Linked DNA regions of Sus scrofa: all the other regions are linked to region 2. The links are chromatin contacts, called in public HiChIP or PLAC-seq maps. All regions are on one chromosome and are shown on one strand. The core of a region is the stretch at or near the end of the contact, and the rest is flanking DNA. Distances in the headings are between cores, read along the strand shown. Region 1 holds the start of RFESD (Rieske domain-containing protein). Region 2 holds the start of GLRX (glutaredoxin). Region 3 holds the start of ELL2 (RNA polymerase II elongation factor ELL2).

Evidence for each region. HiChIP or PLAC-seq counts read pairs in DNA pulled down with a chosen protein or histone mark.
Region 1: an H3K27ac HiChIP or PLAC-seq map of alveolar macrophages shows a contact between it and region 2. The contact joins the promoter of RFESD here to the promoter of GLRX in region 2. A contact is called at or near these places in 2 of 47 Hi-C or Micro-C datasets (heart right ventricle and liver) and 2 of 2 datasets of contacts at active chromatin or transcription factors (alveolar macrophages and skeletal muscle).
Region 3: an H3K27ac HiChIP or PLAC-seq map of alveolar macrophages shows a contact between it and region 2. The contact joins the promoter of ELL2 here to the promoter of GLRX in region 2. A contact is called at or near these places in 2 of 47 Hi-C or Micro-C datasets (embryonic fibroblasts and liver) and 1 of 2 datasets of contacts at active chromatin or transcription factors (alveolar macrophages).

What each region holds. Positions count from the first base shown.
Region 1 is chr2:102,241,852-102,245,580 of Sscrofa11.1, forward strand. It overlaps RFESD (Rieske domain-containing protein), which reads left to right and starts at 1,937. Exons shown (of 4, transcript XM_003123769.5): 1 at 1,937-2,072.
Region 2 is chr2:102,435,494-102,439,537 of Sscrofa11.1, forward strand. GLRX (glutaredoxin) reads right to left here and starts at 2,268. Exons shown (of 3, transcript NM_214233.1): 1 at 2,045-2,268. The coding sequence starts at 2,251.
Region 3 is chr2:102,588,953-102,593,198 of Sscrofa11.1, forward strand. ELL2 (RNA polymerase II elongation factor ELL2) reads right to left here and starts at 2,464. Exons shown (of 12, transcript XM_003123796.5): 1 at 2,166-2,464. The coding sequence starts at 2,312. It overlaps LOC106508433 (a long non-coding RNA gene), which reads left to right and starts at 2,636. Exons shown (of 16, transcript XR_002342060.1): 1 at 2,636-2,892.

The sequences.
Region 1 (3,729 bases), core at 687-3,186, 190 kb before region 2:
ATCATAAATTTTATCCCGAACTGTAACAACTTTCAGATGGGCATTATGGGTTCCTGTCATTAACTCATGCACCTGTGCCAGCTAGGCTGTGCACATACGTTTGCGTCTCAGAAGTGAGAGAGGTAGTTTATTCTGCATCCCACTACAGCTTTCAAGTCATACTTTCCCATAACTAACCACATCAATACTTTAGGTAGAGATAAAAGAAAGTTGTGCGTTTCTCTCTCATTCATCTTATGCACATATGAGTGCATATCAACTGAGGTATTCAATCCATTCAAAAATTAGATTTAAGGTCAGTGGATCTAAGATGTGTCTTACTTTAATGCCTGGTTTATGCCAAAGCAAAAAAGAAGTAATACTCATTAAAAAACGGCAAACCTTACTTATTCTTTCAATGATACAAGCTGAGTACTGCTAACATGCTCCATGTGCCAATAAAATAATTTGGGATGGCTAATGGGTATTGTAAATGATAATAAATCAAATGTATTTTATTATCACTTTAGTAAAGCAATTTATCAAAACTAGATGGTTAATTTGTGCTTGGATCAGTGGAACAAATGGTCAAAAGTGAAATTATCCCATAAAATATTACTATCACATTAAAACTATACTGGGCAGAATAGAAATAAAATTGGAATCAAATCCATTATTCTGAGCTTCTCAATCTTTTACATGTTTTGGCTTACAGCATTTACATGACATACTGAGGTAAATGAAGAAGGCTCTGGGGTTTCAGCTGCCCCAAGCCCACTGGTCCTCTCTAGGACCTCAGATCAGTGTGTCATTGTATTAAATATAGACTAGTTTTTCAACCTTGAGGTCACACTAGAATTTACTGGGAAAGTTAGAAAAAATATGTTGATTCCCCCTCCTCCTACCAACCCCTAGAGAGTTATCTTATTGGTCTGTTCATCATGACTCCCGGGTGATTAAAGTGTGACCAAAGTTAAGGATCACTGCTTAGAAGACAGCCAAGGAAACTGTAAAAAAAAAAAGAAAAAAGGAAAAACAAACAAAAAAACGCTATCACACTCACATAGCTTCCAACTTTGGATGCGAATATGAGGTGCGTGGTTTGTGGGTTTTTTCTTTTTTAAAAAATTCAGAGAAAAACCCAAGTTGCAAAGTTCAAAATACAAAAGTGAAAACCTATCTCCCCTAAAGTAACCATATTTTTTTAAATGTACATATCTACACATTAGTATCTTGAGAAATAACTTTTATTTACTATAAAGAAAGCACACCACACATACTATTCCATACTCTGCTTTTTAACAAATTCATCCATATCTTGAAATCTGCTCTTGAGTATGTGGCTGCAAAGTAATTCACATGTCTAATTCTTTTTTGTTTAACCACTTCCCTGTTGATCATTAGCGCTACTGTCATTTTTCCTTGAAATAAATATCTCTGAACTTAGATTACATGCAACTGTGAGGAACTTCCGCAAATATTTTTAAAAGGTAAATTCCTAGAAGTGAGAGCCCCAGTGGTGTTTAAAATCTGGATAAATGTGGTGAGCTCAACAAACATTTAAAAATTAACTGACGGGAGTTCCCCTTATGGCTCAGCAGGTTAAAAATCCACATAGTGTCTGTGGGGAAGAGGTTAGGTCCCTGGCCTCGCTCAGTGGGTTAAGGATCCGGCATTGCCACAAGCCTAGGCGGCATAGACGGATGCAGCTCAGATCCGTTTTTGTTCGGGCATAAGCAAATGCAGCCTCAATTCCACCCCTAGCAGGAGAACCTGCACAGGACACAAGTGTGGTGGTAAAAAGAAAAAAATAAATTGGTGGCACCGAGGTTTGTCAAACATAGGATTAAGACTGTCAGTTCCAAGTCCTGGCGTGCGAGCACGGTTGGCCAGCGGCATCTGTCGGGTGGGAATCATCCAATGGCCAGTAAGGCCACGGAGGCCCTGGGGGAAGAGCATGCTCAGTCACGTGAGCGGCTTCGCCCCGCCCCTCGGAGCTTTGAGCCGTATTCCGGTCGCTGGCTCCTGCAATAGCCTTCCGCGGCGACGCAGCGACCGGGTCACACGGAGGTGGAGCGCGGGATTTGAGGAAGGTAAGTTCTGTCCCGGCCTGGGGGTTAGGCTGCCGGCCGGGCCGGGCCGGGCTTGCAAGGCTCGCTGCTTCCCTTCCGGCGGCGGCAACCTGAAGCGGCGAAGGAGACTGTCGTTTGGCATTTGCTCCAAGGCTTTGCTGAGCGCCGCGGTTCTTCCGCTGTGGACCCCAAGTCCCTTAACCATTAACGCCCAGGGCAGGCTTCCGCCCCACACTGCAAACCCATCATGCTTGTTCACCACAAAGGTTTACTGGGCTGTAGCCCGGACCTGCCGCCTCAGTGGGGCTGGCCGGGCGTTTTAAAACAAGCTTTCCTGGCATTTGTAACCTCCAACGCTTAATAACTGCCCAAGGGTTTCTGCGGCCCAGCGGTCCTAGATATCTATCTCCAGAAGTCTGTAGATGGAGCCATCCAGCACATCTGGACAGCCACGCTGGTGCTCTGTGTTTGTTGACCACAGCTCCATCTGACAGCTGCATGCTGTCTTTGCTAAAATGTTAAACACAGCTTGAGGTCATTGCCCACTGGCTAGCACGGTGGGCAGGACCTTAGCGATTATCTCTACATGATGGTAGCGTTTCTCATACTTAAGCCCTACTCGAGCCACCTGACTGTGGTCAGGCATATATATACCCCTCACCACCGCCCTATGTGCAGGGCTTTCTTAGAGCTGGCAAACTGCAGCAACACTGACTTCCCTCAAGTCATGGCAGAGCCAGGATTCAAACCCAGGTGAACTCACCTGGTGCTCACAGATCTCTAATATCACAGAGGACAGTATTGGCCTCCAGAGTGACTAAGTGATTTTATTAAATTATTAGGGAAGTATTGTTTTAAACATTCGTTGACACAACTCTTGTACATTATTGTGCCTAAATTTTTAAAAATTCAGTAGTAGTTGCCGTTGTGGATCAGCAGATTAAGAACCTGACATAGTCTCGGTGAGGATCCGGGCTCCATCCCCCTCTGCACTCAGGGGACTAAGGATCCAGAGTTGTGACAAGCTGTGGTTTGAGTTGAAGATGCCCTCAGGATCTGGTGTTGCTGTGATGTAGGCCTGCAGCTTCAGCTCTGATTCCACCCCTAACCCAAGAACATCCATATGCCACAGGTGCAAACAGCAAAAATTTTCATGAAAATCATCTTTGGAGATACACACACACACACATGGTGTATACACACACATTTACTTTGCTAGAAGTTTACTAGAAGACCACCTATTTTTATAAATCTGTGGATGCTTAGATGAAATGTTAATATTTATATATCAATGCTCACAAAGTTTACACTCAAGATCTCAGTTTGATTCTTAACTGCTATTTTGTGAATCTGGGCAAGCTTTTGTTAAGGAAGATCCTGTAGCCTTAGTTTCCTCCTCTGGAAAATAGGTATAATACCTACCCCTTGGTATTTTTGAGTATTAATGAATTCATATATGCGAAGATATGCTTTTTATATCTATTATTATTCTGCCATCCAAAAAGTTATAAAACTAATTTCTCTTCTCTGAACCTAAAAGCAAGGGTGTCATTCTGGAGCTTTGTATTCTAATAACGTGTAGGCCAAGTCCGCAAACTTAGTAAAAACGCCTCAGTGCTCTTGTGCTCAAGAATAATTTCCTTTACTTTCATGCTTCTTTCATACCCACTGTCTTATA
Region 2 (4,044 bases), core at 1,018-3,517:
TAACACACCCATCACCTAACAGCTACCATCTGTATGTGTGCGTGGTGAGAACACTTAGGATCTAATCTGGTAACAAACTGCAAACATGCAATACACTATCACCACTCAGAGCCACCATGCTGGACATTGCACCCTAGAACTTAGTTGTCTTCTAACTTAGTGTTTATATCCATGACCTAGGGAATCTTTAAAATGCTGAATGGGAGTTCCCGTCCGGCGTTGCCGTGAGCTGTGGTGTAGGTTGCAGACGCGGCTCGGATCCCGCATTGCTGTGGCTCTGGCGTAGGCCAGTGGCTACAGCTCCGATTCAACCCCTAGCCTGGGAACCTCCATATGCCGGGGGAGCGGCCCAAGAAATAGCAACAACAACAACAACAAAAAAAAGAGAGACAAAAGACAAAAAAAAAAAAAAAAAATACTGAATGAAGCCTGGATGCTACCTCCCGTATTATGATTTAATTGGCTTGGGGTATAACTTGAGCATTAAAAAAAGGCTCCTCAGGAGTTCCCGTCATGGCACAGAGGAAATGAATCTGACTAGGAACCATGAGGTTTCTGGTTGAATCCCTGGCCTCGCTCAGTGGGTTAAGGATCTGGTGAGCTGTGGTGTAAGTCATAGTCGCAGCTTAGATCTGGAGTGGCTGGGGCTGGGGCATAGGCTGGCAGCTGTAGCTGATTTGACCCCTAGACTGGGAACCTCCATATACCTTGGGTGCAGACCTAAAAAAGCAAAGTAAATTAAAAAAAATTTTTAAAGCCCCTCAGGTGATTCTAATGTGCAGCAAAATTTAGGAACCACTGGCCGAGAGACCATCAGAGCTGGGCCATGGCAGTACTTGCCCTGCCCTTTCCCCCTCAGGACCGGGGCAACCTACACAGCTGGTGGTCCAGCCAAGCAGCAAGAGGCTTTCTGGCCATGGTGTCCTGTTCCAGGGCCTTCCAGAGACCAGGGTCCTCAGACCCCAGCCAGGGCCCTGGAAACAATAGGGTAACATGTATGGCCTCCCTCCCTCTCTGCACCAGAAAGCTGACTTCTGACTAGAGAGGTAGGAGAGAAACAGCCTCCCCTTCTTTACCCTAAGAACCCAGAGAAAACCCTGCAAGTCAAACTAAACCTGAGCTAGGATACATGCTTCTGTGCACACCATGTGGTAGAATGTGCACCCTGAAAGGGAGCTTGGCTGAGCTGGTGGGACATCCCTCACCAACCCCCGTCCCCAGCACCTGAACTGCTACTGGTGACCTGGCTGGCTGGCTGAGGAAGAGGAAGCCTTTTCAGAAAGGGAGCGGCTCCTAGGGTCTCACTGTCTGTCCACAGCAAACAGGAAGTAGAGGTGGCCTACTCCAGCGTGGCGCTGCAGCCAGGAGGTCGCTGGCAGTCACAGAGGAGGTGACTTGCCAGGATCAACCAGCAAGCCATTGTGAGAGCCATCCGGACTCTGGCCTCCCTCCCTACTCTTGACAGGTCTGGAAATATCCCGTCATTTAGAATGAGGTTCTTCCCTGGGAGGAGTTAGATAGGATATGGAAAAATGAGCAAATTAGGTTAAGTTTAAAGAGATCCTGGAGGTAAGACTGAAGGGCAGCAAATCCTCCTTGGCCATGTGAACCCAGAGGAAAAAGTGCCGGCGGTTCTAACTCAACAACAGAAATGTACAGCTCACACTTGGCTCCTCCACCCCTCCTCCCACTTCAGCCCTCAAACTGTCACTTCTCGGCAGTGCTTAAGACAAAGACTCCAGATAGCTCCTCAGTGACTCCAGGACAGCTGCTGGGCCCATGACCCTGACGCACAGCACGGTCAGCTGTGCTCTGTCCTCTGATCCGAGAGCACCTTTGGCTGAAGTCCAGCCACCCTTTCAAGGAAGCAGTGTCTTCTCTCCGGCACCCTCCCCCTCCCCACACAGCCCTCCCGCTGCCTGGAGTGACGGAGCCCTAGCGGTGTCCTAGAGGAAGGCAAAGGCATCCCCTGTTCACACCCCAGGCAAGAAAAAGGAATCCGGGAGCCTTTTATCCAACCTTCCGAATGAAACCCCCGGCTCACCGTTCTGGCTCCTGTGAGCTGTTGCAGATAATCTTGAATCTCGTTGGTGTCACTGGTGGCTGTAATATCGACAAATTCCAGAAGCCCTTCTTTGAAGGGCAATTGGCTGAGGAGCTCCTGTGTCTTTCTGCAGAAGGGGCAGGTGGGCTTGATGAAAACTACCACCTTCCCAGGCTGGATTTTGCTGTTCACAAATGCTTGAGCCATGCTGACAGGCGGCTGCCTCCCCGGAGGAAACCTCAACAGAAGGTATTGCTCGGGTGTAAAACGGAGGCCCCAGCCAGCGGGCTTTCATTTAAAGGAACCTCCCTGGAGGAGGAGTTTGCCTGGTAGCGTGCTCAACTTTTAAAGGGCCAGCCCCGAAGTCATTTCAGTTGGAGTGATTCACCAGCTAGACCTCTGGAGGAAGGCGCGCTTGCATGCTTGCATGTCATCATCAGCGGCTGTGCCCAGGGCATCACTGACCTCAGCTCTTTTAGGAATGCCCATCCTTGGAAAAAGAGCAGAGTCACCTTACTCTCTGAGGAAGCATTAAGTGTACAGACCAGTCCCAGAGGGGGTGGGCTGAGCAGGCAGGGTCTTCTTAGAGTTAAATCTTTGTTGTCTCTCTCAGAGTCACGGTTCCTAAAGACACATGCAAACAGAATCATTCAAGAAACAGAACGAACGCGCCAAAATATCTTTAGAGGAAGTGAAATTGAAATGGTGGCTTTGCGTCCTGTCTTGCTTGGCTAGCACTGTTTGCTGTTGTGACTGTTTAATGGAATTTCCAACATTTAAACATCTGGGGATTTCACAGAAGAACCTAGACTTGGCACCTCTATGAAAAGTCAGTTCACCCTCATGTGTGGCAGTAGCTGGGGCTGAGATGCTCAGGTCTGCCCACAGGCATGGGGGTTGGGGAGTGCTGGCTCCTACCTTCTGGACACCTGCCACTCATTCCTTAGCGTTTGAGTTTGTGACCCTTGACAGCAGTTTCGCAAGGCAGCAAATTCTAACACAAACCCTAATTTCAAAGTGCCAATTCCATGTGGGGCCTTTTCTCTCTTTGATCCTTTGTTTATGACCCTTTGTTTTCACTGTTGTTGAGTCGAGGACGTGGTGTAATAACTCACTTATCACATTCATCACATTTACCTGCTCTTTCCCTGGTGCCCACATGCTCAGGGGGTGGTGAGTGAGGTCTGTTGTTCCAGGACTGACTATGACCCCTCTGCGTGCAGGGTGTTAAATAAAGAAATCAGGGAATACTACCTCCTTTAAAAATGAACTCTCCTTTTCCCCAGGAAGTTTTACACTGAAATCAGGACCCCCGCCAGAGCTGCCCACCTTCACTGATGGTCCCTTCAGAAGCCGGAGCCTAATGTCATCCAGAGAAGGGAAGAAAGTTGATTCCCAGAAGCAGCTCTAATTATTACTAAAGCTAAATGGCAAAGCAAGAAACCCAGATGCTAAGACACAAAGAAGGACTGATAGTTAAGATCTCTGTCAGCAAATGGAACATGTTGCGGGGGAAGGCCTGAGGTGACTGGGCCTCCTCAGGGCTTGGGACTTCTCAGCCCTCAGCTTTCCTGAATAAGCTCCTGGCAGAGTCCTTGTCACCTCTCTTTGTCTCTTTCCTTTAGCTCAGACTCCTGCAGCCCAGGCTCTCTTCAGGGCCACCCTTGGCTCACTGGCCCAAGGTTCCTCAGCCCACCTTGTGCCTGGCGATCCCCTCAGAACGGCTTTCTTCTCAGTGTCTGGGGTTAGCCTCTCCCTCTCCGCTGGCTCTTTGTCTTCGGCATGTGACTCTGGTCACATCTGTCCCTTGTTACAAACACCACCCCCACCTTCCATCGCTTTTGATCCTGCTTCCTTGCCTCTGTCCTTCCCTACCAGCCAATCTCATGGAACTTGCTGCTTTGTTTGCCATCTGTACTGACTCACCTCTGCTGCCTGTCCCTGCCTCAATGCAATCTGACTTCCTTATCTGCTGAAATTCCTCTGGCCAGCATCACTCA
Region 3 (4,246 bases), core at 1,214-3,713, 150 kb after region 2:
GTGTGTCATTCTTTATCTGCTCTGTAGGTCCGTTTCTGACTGGAGGTTGGCCTCCTCCTGCTGCCTTCTTCTTTTCCAGCCTGAGCATTTTTCTCTTTATACACCCTGACCTACCTTCTTCCCATTGTCATTCCTTCCCATGCTCTCCTCTTGGAAGAGGTAAGCTTATCTTTCCATCTTGCAGAGAGGGCTGAGTTTTGCTTCAGTGTCTGCCCCATAGCTCTGTCTACCTGTCTTGCTTCCCCCATATGGGCCTCCCACTCCATGGTGGTGCTGGCCTCTTCCCTGTCTGGGAGTAGCTATTGACACATGAGATTTATTTGTGTCTTCTTGTTTTCCTATTGCTGAGTGTACACTGACCTACCAGTCACACTTGAGACCTTTTTTCCCCCTGAGATTTCATGGTGTGGAGGAAAAGTTATCTTTCTCCCTGTGTCTGCACTCCTTCCTACACTCTCAAGTCTGAGTGTTTCTACCCTGTGCTTCTTGCGGGGGGGGGGGGGGGTTGGAGAAATAACACATATGCCCTGGAATGTACATCCATGTGTCCACTCAATTCTATGAGTACCATCTTGAGGGCACACTCATCTCTGAGTCTCTCCTGCTGTTTACATGTACACTATCATGTGAATTCATGTATTCATCAAACTGTGTACAACTGTGTGCCTCTTCCTGTGTGGAGGCTTATGTAGGGGGCCTCTCTGAAGGTAAGTCTCCCTTGGCCCAGGTTCACATTTGTGCGGTTTTGCCTCCAACTCATGCCTTCCATTTAAGCATTTAAAGTGCCTGGCACTAGTGGGAGCTCAACAGATGTTAATTCCTTTCTCCACTTTTATCTGAATAACTATGACTCTGCGTCTGGGTGTCCCTCTGGCCCTCTCTGCCTGTTTTATGAGATCAGTTCCTCGGAGCTTCTTTCCTTGGTATGGACTCGATTAATTGTCGGGACGCCTTGCGGGTTCTCTCCTCCGACTGGCTCTCTTCTCAGAGCAAATGCTACCGGCCCCTCAAATGGTATATTCCTCCCCTTGCGCGATGCGTCTACTCACTCCCGTCTCCCTCGCCCATACACAGTACTGCATGTCCATAAACGGCTTGCCCAGGCACTCCGTTGCGGAGTCTCTTCGCTATGTCTCCTACTCTCTCCTTCACTTTTTTTTTTTCCCCTTCCCAGCATGAAAACGTGTCCCTGGGTTTGTTCTCCAATTGCCGAGTAAGTGAGCCTTTGCGGTGCTCGAGTTGTGTGTGTGTCCGGGATGCGCCGGAGAGTGCGAAACCCGAGTCTGCCGGGGATGCAGTGTATTCCCCCCGCCCCGGCTCCACGTCTCCCGGTCGGTGAGTCTGCCTCAGACGCGACGCGGCTTTCGGGTATAAGGACCACGGAGAATCGCTCTCCTCAGTAACCGAAGTCTGTGCTCCCGGCTGAGCGCTGGGTGTGTGTGATTCCCGGTACTCCGTGCTGTGTCTCTGGGAACGCGAAGCGCCCGTGTACTCGAGTCCCTGGAAGTGCAAGGTGTGTCCCCCTCCTCCCTGGCACGCCAAGCGTCCGTGTCTCAGCCTTTGAGAGTACACGGTGTGCCCCCCCAACCTTCGCGAAGCGCCTGTGTCCCCAAGTCCCTGAGTACAATGTGTGTCCCACATTCATACGCGGAGGGCCAGTGTCCCTGACTTTTCGGATCCACGGTGGTACCCTCAAACCGCGAACGCCAAGTGCCTGCGAGTCCTCTTGTAAGTCGTTACCGAAGGCTGCCCTCCCCCCCCAACCCCCGCCCCGCCGCCATGGGCAGCACAGCCATCTCACTTGTCTCCCTGGTGCCTTTCTTTCCCGTTGGGACAGAAAAGGCAGAAAACCCGCGGGCGCCGTCGGAAAGTCCCGCAGCGGCAGCGCAGCGGAACCGCGGCTGCGGCTGCCTCGGCCCCGCCGCCAGGGGCCGCCCGCCCGCCCGCTTCCAACGCCCCGGCGCCCGGCTGGCCCGGGACGGCGGCGTTAGCTACTCTGCCCGGCCCTGCCCAGCTCTGCCGCCGCGGGCGCTGACGGCAGCCGCGGCAAGCCACCGCTCCGCCGGCCCCAAGCCAGGTGCCAAGACAAGAGGAGGCGCGGTGGGTCAGTGAGGGACGCCCTTTTCCTCCCTAAGCCCGGCCGGTCGGCCGACCGCCCAGCTCACCTTGTGGCTCTGGTAGGTCTCGAGCGCGCGGATCGCCGTCTCGGTGAGCTTCACATGCAGTACGGTGATGTTGTCCTGTCCAAGTCTCCCGCACGACAGCCCGTAGCGCTGCTCCTCCCGCAGGCCCGCCGCCCCCCCTGCCGCCATCTTAAACTCCCCCGGGTGCCGCCGCCGACGCCGCTCGGGCTCTAGGCTCCACTGCGGCCGCGGCTGCTCGGGCTTCTGCAGCCGCCGCCACAGCTACGGCCATCCCGCTGCTGACGTACTGTCATATACTGCGCGCAGCCAGACCTCGGGCTGCCACCGCCGCCACCCGCCCCACCCTCCGGCCTCGCGCCCCGCCCCGGGCTCGTCTCATTGGTCCCAGTTCCCCTCGGAGCCTCCCTCATTGGCCGCCCTCCACTCTCACAGGGGCGGAGCCCAAAGTCGCTGGAGTTTTGCTCCCGGGACGGGACGTCCGAGAGGTGAGAGGCTGACGTTGGGGTGACGCGCCAACTTAATCACACCTGACGTCACGTCTGGTCGTCTTGGCTCACCGGTCGCGATTGGCCAGGCTCGTTTGGGGGATCCCCTGCTAATTGGGTGCCCAGGTTGCCTGGTCCTGTTACCTGGAGTCGGAGCTCCGCCCCTTGGGGGGAGAGTAGTGGAGAGTCGGGAGTGTGGGGGGAATATTTCCTGCGCTGGTGGTCCTTGGAGAAGAGGATCCCCACCCAAAATAAGTGGCCAAGTAAGCCTAGTAAGGACTTTGTCCCCCGACGGGCTGGGTTAGCTTGTGGAGTAGGGGGCGTGCTGGTGAGGGAGGTCGTAGTAGGCGGAGTCACTGGAGAGTCTCTCCTCAAAATTTAGCGCTAGTATTGAGCGGATGAAATTGGGGAGGACGCCCTTCTTCGTCATTTCGCCCTAAATCTGAAGTTAGTGATTTAGCCCTTGGCTTTAAGATTTGTGCTAGATTGTGTGGAGCATCTTAAGTACAACACCATGCCTTAAATCTCCTTAGTGCGATGGGCATGGTATTATAGAAAACAGAATTTAAAGGTTTTTTTTTTCCACGCCATGCCCTCTTGTGATCCAGAGAAAAATAAACTGGAGTTCGCCGTGGGGGCAGGGTTGTGCTTTTTATGGGACTTGGAGAGGTGCTTAGGGTTGAGATGACATCTCCTTTCAAAGGGTTGTTAGAAGGGTATAAGTGTCCTTGACCTAAATTAAGAGAAGCATGGACATGGTTCTCTGGTTCGTTTGGGTTCTGTCCATTTCATTTGACAGGGATGTAGGAGAACCTTGCTAGAGTTTAAGCAATTGATGTTAGGTGGAGGAGATGGGTGTGTGAGGGGGTGCGGAGGCTGGACGTGCTTTCCATTCCTCGCGATGCTCCGCGTGTAGGCGTGGCTAAACCAAGGAGCCTAATCACCGCCCTCTTCAGGCTGCGTGTGGATGGACCGACACAGGCTTCCAGTCAGAGAGGATGAATTAACTGGGTGATCAGAAACACCGGAGGAAAACAAACCGTTAAAAGTCTTGAAATTGTTGCAAGGCAGTTTTTTGAAAATTACTTTAAAAAAATTGAGACGGTTGTTGTTTCCCTCAGATTGTAAAACCTTGTTGCGTTTTATAAGGATTCCCCAGAAAAATTTATAGGTACTTAATTAGTATTTCCCATACGTTTCAATTGGATAGAGCTATGATTTTCCAGAAAGTGGGAGTTTATCATGATTTCCTCAGCCCCCTTAATAAATACTCCAGCCTAAATCTACATTACCTCTTGACTCGGACCCTCAAGCATTTTAAGTGCATAATACAAATTACGGAAGGAATTCTCCTTCCAATAGTATATGAGTTAAGTGGAAACGCCTGCATTAAGGGTTGTGGCATCACAGGAGAGCATTTTTAAATCTGACTTTATTTCAATCCAGTAGATTTGGCTAGCAGTTAAACATGATTAACACTTGTTAATTTACTTTACTAGAGTGTTATCTTAAATTCATTGAAAAAATTAAGGCAATCACAAATTTGAGAAGTAATTTTATACTTGAATTATTCTTTTCTGCTGTTTGCTTTACACTGATAGGGAAGGTGTGACCACA